Linked DNA regions of Sus scrofa: region 1 is linked to region 2. A link is a contact called in public HiChIP or PLAC-seq data. All regions are on one chromosome and are shown on one strand. The core of a region is the stretch at or near the end of the contact, and the rest is flanking DNA. Distances in the headings are between cores, read along the strand shown.

Region 1 (3,405 bases), core at 251-2,750, 95 kb before region 2:
AGTAAGGGATTAACACTGTCCCACAAGTGTTTCTAGCTCTTTGCCTTCTGGATCCATGAGGGTGGCACTTCTTCGGCCCTTTTGTGAATGGGTGGAATTGACTGTTTGGGGTGTGGGTAAGGGTATTGGGGTAATTATGGGTTTGGTAGACTGTCTGGAACCAATGAGTCATGAGCAGAAATGACACATGTCCCTGGACCACTCTGTTGCCAGTGTGAGACCCTCAGGATCTCACTTTTTTTCTACCACAACACCTGGCAATGTTCAAGATGGAGGATATCCCATTAGCCTGGCCTGGGGAAGAAAGGATATAAGAGCCTCTAGACAATCCACGATAGACATGAACCAATGGGAGAAGGGATGTTTGTTACTGCTGCATAACCTAACCTCTCCTGACTGATACAGTAAGGATTTGGGCATTTATTCTAAGTGTAATAGGGAGACGCTGGAGACAACAGTGGGGAAATAGATCAATAGATGTGAAAGACCAGGGATTACAATGGTGGTGGAAACAGTGACCAAAGTCAAGTTTAGAAAAGTCAAAGGTGAGCAGTGTGGTAGAGATGTCAGATCTGGTCTAAAGCATCACAGGCACCTCCCATACTCCTTCCCCTTGCTCTGTTCTGGTTAACCCTTTAAAAGAAAGACCACACCTTCTCATCCAGATCAGCCAACAGCAGTTTCAGGGATTTAATCAGAGCCTCGTAGTCCTCCTTGGTTTGCAGCAAGAAACGCAGCTCCACGTAGTTTTTCTCATTCAGATCCAAGTTCCTGGAGGACTTGATGAGATTTAAAAGCAGGGTGATCTCATCCTGCTCCTCCTGCAGGGTCTTGATTTCCTTGCTGTTGGGAAAGCAGCACATGATTAATCCTGAATCCCTGAGTTTGTCTGGATCAGACACTCCAGGACCCTTGGTCCTGAAAGGAGACTCGGAGAGGTACTTCCCACCCCAGCGAGTGGAAGGGACTTGTCCACAGTCTCTAACCAGGTCTAGAACTCAGACCGCCTTTGACCCAGTTCATGCAACTTACTGCTCCGCAGCATTTTCTTCCTCCTCAGAACAGTTTGCAGCTGTGCCTGTCAAAACCCATTACCTAGACGTGGTAAGAGCTCCCAAGTTCCTTTCTGCCAGCAGCTCACTGGCATTTGTCTGATTTTGCAGCTTTCTTTACTGGCTTTACAGCCAATTATCTCTGGTAATGAGAGGCAAACCCATCAGGCAGGATCTTTTGGTTGTGCATCAATACAGAGACACCAGGAACCTCTAACCACCACCAGCTCCTCTACTCGGGGGCTAGTGATTTATTGCATTGACTGACATGAGTCTCCTTTCTCTCCGTCTGTATACACTGGAGAAGATGGGGTGGGGGATGTGGGCAAACAGGGACTTAAAACAGAGAAAAGAAGTCTTGGGCGACTGCACAGCAAATGAACAACAGGAAGTGGTACAGAGGCCAAGTTTCTGGCAAAGTCTAGGCAGCCCACAGCCATTGCTCACCGCAGTTTGCAGCTGCCTCAACATTCTTTGGAAGCTTGGAGAAATGCAGCAGCTCAGGCCCCAACCCAGGACCTACTGAATCTTCTTTGTAACAAGATCTTCAAGTGATCTGTATGCACTTTCAAGTTTTGGAAGCACCACTCTAGAACAGCAAAGAATGTTTGAGAGCAAGGGTCTGCAAAGGTTTTTCTATAAAGAGCCAAAGAGTAAATATTTTAGGTTTTGTGGGCCATAGGGTCTCTGCTGCAACTACTCAATGAAACAACCATAGGGAACACATAAATGAATAGGCATGGCTGTGCACCAATAAAACAAAACTACAATGAGGTACCACCTCACACCAGTCAGAATAGCTATCATTCATAAGACTACAAATAACAAATTCTGGAGAGGATATGGAGAAAAGGAAACCCTCCTGCACTGCTGGTGGGAATGTAAATTGGTACAACCACCATGAAAAACAGTATGGAGGTACCTCAGAAAACTAAATATAGAACTAGCATATGATCTAGCAATCCCACTCTTGAGCATATATCTGGACAAAATTACAATTCAAAAAGATACATGCACCCATATGTATCTACTCACAGTAGCCAACACATGGAAACAACCTAAATGTCCATCAACAGATGAATGGATTAAGAAGATGTAGCATATATACACAATAGAATACTACTCAGCCATAAAAAAGAACGAAATAATGCCATTTGCAGCAACATAGGATGGAACTAGAGACTTTCATACTAAGTGAAGTAAGTCATAAAGAGAAAGACAAATACCATATGATTTCACTTATATCTGGAATCTAATATACAGCACAAATGAAATTTTCTATAGAAAGGAAAGACATGGACTTGGAGAACAGACTTGTGGTTGCCAAGGGGGAAGGGGAGGGAGTGGGATGGACTAGGAATCTGGGATTAATAGAGGCAAACTATTGCATTTGGAGTGGATAAGCAATGAGATCCTGCTGTATAGCACAGGGAACTATATCTAGTCACTTGCGATGGAACATGATGGAGGATAATGTGAGAAAAAGTATATATATACACACATATATACACATGTATGACTGGGTCACTTTGCTGCACAGTAGAAAGTGGCACAATATTGTAAATCAACTATATTTAATTTAAAAATTTTTTAAACTTTATTTACTAAAACAAGCATCTGGCCAGCCCTGGCCCATTGGCCGCCATTTGCCGACTGCTGCTCTAAAGCAGCTCTGTCCAAAAGATGGTTCCCCAGCCATGGAAATGCTCTCCAGCTGCACTGTCAGAAAGTTTCACACGCACCAGGTGTGTGTGGGTATTGAGTACTTGAAATGTGACTCGTGCAATTGAAGAGCTGAATTTTTATTTCTTTTAATTAATTACAAATGTAAATAGCCACATGTTGCTAGGAATGCACACCCAGTTCTAGAGCATCCTGTCTTCTAGACCTGGCCATCAGGATTTTTCTCCCCTCTTAAGCCCCTCTTGGCAAGGGTCTTTGTTAAGGTGGAGAGAAAAGAGAGAGAACCAGAGAGTTTGTAAAGTTAGGCTTTGGGGGGTGGGGTGAGGTGGTAAAAGCAAAAGGAAAGTTGGTCCACCTTGTAGGCAGGGCTGGGACTGGAGTGAGGGAGTGAGACATCCCAAAATTTAAGGAGGTCTTCCTTCTCAGAGCTGTAGAGGTGCAGGGTCAGCGCTGGGAAAAAGCACCTCCTTAAATATTGCACCCTAAGCACCTCATTCATTTCAACCCAGTTCTCTATTTATGGGTGTTTATCTCCACTCTTCTACTCCCTTCTGCCTCAGTTCCACCAGTGAAACCACATCAAATGGATCAGGCTATGGTGAGTGTGGTACAGAAGGGTAAGATGTAAGAAAAACCATCAGACCTGAATGTAAGACACGACACCGTAAAA
Region 2 (3,602 bases), core at 868-3,367:
GTATTACACCATGGGTCCACTCTGGCATGTCCAGGATAATTTGGATACAAGTCTGGAGTAAGCAATTGACTTGTTACAGGGAGTTCAAGGCTCTGTAATAGTTTGATTTGAAAACAGCGCTGAAAGCATTTTTGAATATAAAATAAACAATATGCTATGCCATGGATCCTCTAAAATACTGAAAATGTGGATAGACTTTCCCTTGGTGTGTTTTTGATCCTCTTTTCAGAAATTTTTCTTAAATAACAGTTACTTTGCTCAGTGGTTGTCCTATGTATGATTAATTATAATAATTGCAAAGAGGATTTCTTTTCATCTGTGGTCAGAAATTAGACAACCATTAAAGAGTCACACAGTGTATTTTAATAAATCCATTATCCCTACCCTCCTTACATACTTAAACTGATTTTGGCAGAGGTGGGCATGTGATTTCAAACTCAGATGATAGCTACATCTGAGCTGGTCTAATAAATTTGAGGGTCCTTGAATAGCACAGATTTCCTAGAAGGCTACATCGCCTAGTGTCTGCATGCAGTCACTGCAAATGGTCAATAATAAAATCTAGAATGTACATTTTATCAATTGGAAAGGTGTTCAGAAAAGTAGTTTTTAAGTCACCGGATTTTAATTTTCTAGGGCTCTGTATGTTGAGATAGCTTTTCTTGTGCTGTTTAAACACAGTGTGCCCCACAAATTAGTCCATGTAATAATGCATGTCTAGTGCACTTTCTTTTTTTAACTAAAGCTAAGGAAGAAAACATTGCCAAAGATTCCGTGTAAGCCTTTGTTTTAAGAGTCACTGTAGACAGATGGAACTGTTAAAAGTGCTGACATCTTTTTTTTCAAGTTCTGTATATTTCACTTTTTTGTTTTTCATTTAACAGGTTTATCACCAGATCTTCAATCTATGGAGCAGATTCGGCGAATTATGCGACCAACTGATGTACCAGATCAAGGTCTTCTTTGTGATCTTTTGTGGTCTGACCCCGATAAAGATGTCTTAGGCTGGGGTGAAAATGACAGAGGAGTGTCCTTCACATTTGGTGCAGAAGTGGTTGCAAAATTTCTCCATAAGCATGATTTGGATCTTATATGTAGAGCCCATCAGGTATTGATTTTGAATTTTACATGTACACTTAAGAGCATGTGTGTGAGCACAGATTCTCCTTGTTGATTTTGGTGGGTAGGTATTGCTTATTTACAAAATGTCTCTGGAAGTGACCTACAGAATATCAGGCTCAACGGGAAACTGAAGAGTGGTTTTGCTCACCTAAAATTCTCACCTACTTATACTGAAAACGTTTTCTCTCCAAGGTGGTTGAAGATGGATATGAATTTTTTGCAAAGAGGCAGTTGGTCACTCTGTTTTCTGCGCCCAATTATTGTGGAGAGTTTGACAATGCAGGTGCCATGATGAGTGTGGACGAAACACTAATGTGTTCTTTTCAGGTAGAGGATGTTTTCCATGCTGTTTCCTTTTATTGTCTGAATTTTTTTTTTTTTTTTTTTTTTTTTAATGCTGTTTTTTGGAGTTCCTGTTGTAGCTCAGCAGTAGCAAGTATGGCTAGCATCTTCGAGAATGTGGGTTCAATCCCTGACCTTGCTCAGTGGGTCAGGAATCTGGCATTGCGGTGAGCTATGGTTTAGGTCACAGGCAAGGCTCAGATCCTATGTTGCTGCAGCTGTGGCGTAAGCTGGCAGCTGCAGCTCCCATTTGAACCCTAGGTGAGGAACTTCTATATGCCATGGGTATGGCCCTAATAAGGAAAAAAAAAAAATTCTTTCTGCCTACTAATTTATGTTGCGTGGAATGAATTTTTATTTTCCCTTACCTGTGTTTGTCCTAGTTTATTAATGAGTGAATCCCTTTTAAAGGAAATAAATTATTGTAGGACCTTCCCCCAGTTTTGAATTTAACTGTTTTTACATGATTTAGATAAATAGAAACCACAATGCATTTGTGCCTTATGCTTATTTCTGCCTCCTTTAAGTCTAAAACTACAATGTCAGTGTAACGTTCAGCCAGAATTAAATCACTGCTTGCCTGTGAAAGGAGTACTAACTGTCTTGTGCCAGATGTGCTGTGTGATTACTCAGTTCTCCCACCACTTTTCTCTAGTCTAATTTCTGTAAAACCTCTGTTGATTCACCATGACATCATTTGGCCTTTACTTGGCACAAAAGAATCATTTACACAAAGTCTGCTTCAGTCTTTTTCTCATTCATTTATTATGATTAAACTTGTATGACTTAATGCTAGCCTAGTTGTAAACAAAATAGCCACTGAAGTCATATGGCAGTCTTCAGTTAACTAAATTAAAATAAGTTGGTTGTTTTGTTTTAAATCAGCTATCAGGGAGAAGTTGCAGCTCCCAGAGATTGTGGCATAATCCCTTTGGGGTTTGAGAAACACTCTTCTAAACTTTCCCCCTTTGTGTCAGAAGAAATACCTAAAAGTCTGACTTTTAAAAATTGTCATTTTTTCCAGAAACAAAATAATTTGTCCAGATGATATGTATTAGCTGTTCATCAGAGCATTTATTACCAAAAATGTTTGTCAGTTTGGTTTGTGTTAATGTGCCAGTGGGCCTTTCAAAGTTGTTGAGGCGGTTTTAAACAAAAATCTTTATGAACCAAAGATTTGAGTGAAATGTAAGATTTAGGGTTGAATATATTTCCTAAAATGCATTGTCTTTTGAATCTTTGCAGATTTTAAAGCCTGCAGAGAAAAAGAAGCCGAATGCCACGAGACCTGTAACACCTCCAAGGGGTATGATCACAAAGCAAGCAAAGAAATAGATGTCATTTTGACATTGCCTAGTTGGGACTTGTAACATATAGTGTATAACCTTCATTTTTAAAACTGTAATGTGTATTGGTCAGCTTGCTCAAATAGTGTTTGTGGGGCCCCCCAGTTCCATTTTGACTTAATGAATGGTATTTGCTGGTTGTAACAGCAAATGAGAGACTCTCCCAAGGAAAAATGTTTTGTTTAATTCTCTGTTCTTTTACAAACAACTTTTAATGATGGTGTTAAAGCTGTACACCCCAGGAGAGTTTATCCTGTCTTGGGGAGTGAGTGTACATTTGATCTTTTTTTAATTCAGTACAGCCCATGAATAATGTAAATGTTCATTTTTCTCTAGGATTTAAAGAGAGCCCTAGGGTGCTCAATCTGTACATGTTATTGTCATAAGATGCATACTGTTGATGCAAACCACTGTGAAATTTTTTTTTTTTTCAAAGGGATTGCTTTTTTTTCTCATTGTCTTGTCCTGTACAAACTAGTTTTTATAGCTATAAACATTAGGAGTAACTTTCAACCTTGCCAGCATCACTGGTATGTATATTTAATTAAAGCACACTTTCCCCTACAGTATACTTAAAATGATGATTAAAGCCATTATTTTAAATGTTTGTGACTCTTTCCTAAAGCCAAAGTTTCTGTTGAAATATATATTGACACTCCCCTAAGTACAAGGTAGCATGGTTGTATACACATGCCTCCTTTGGGGATTCAAAAACAGGTTTTTGAGTTTGAATAGCAATTAGTAACATAGTGCTGTTTAAGCTATTAATGATTAAAGTTAATAACATTTTAT

Evidence for each region. HiChIP or PLAC-seq counts read pairs in DNA pulled down with a chosen protein or histone mark.
Region 1: a contact with region 2 is called in an H3K27ac HiChIP or PLAC-seq map of alveolar macrophages. The contact joins two enhancer-like sites. A contact is called at or near these places in 10 of 47 Hi-C or Micro-C datasets (alveolar macrophages, blood, brain and 6 more) and 1 of 2 datasets of contacts at active chromatin or transcription factors (alveolar macrophages).

What each region holds. Positions count from the first base shown.
Region 1 is chr14:32,165,191-32,168,595 of Sscrofa11.1, reverse strand. CCDC63 (coiled-coil domain-containing protein 63) reads right to left here. Exons shown (of 13, transcript XM_021072528.1): 5 at 654-843. Among named protein-coding and RNA genes, the nearest start is that of CCDC63, 27 kb to the right of the region's middle. Within about 2 kb of position 1,500, at least 8 of the 83 cell types and tissues checked have an H3K27ac peak or open chromatin away from gene starts, as enhancers often do. A contact at or near this core is called in alveolar macrophages, where this site is marked.
Region 2 is chr14:32,070,981-32,074,582 of Sscrofa11.1, reverse strand. It overlaps PPP1CC (protein phosphatase 1 catalytic subunit gamma), which reads left to right. Exons shown (of 7, transcript NM_001044560.1): 5 at 885-1,108; 6 at 1,315-1,449; 7 at 2,710-3,111. The coding sequence ends at 2,799. Among named protein-coding and RNA genes, the nearest start is that of PPP1CC, 18 kb to the left of the region's middle. Within about 2 kb of position 2,117, at least 3 of the 83 cell types and tissues checked have an H3K27ac peak or open chromatin away from gene starts, as enhancers often do. A contact at or near this core is called in alveolar macrophages, where this site is marked.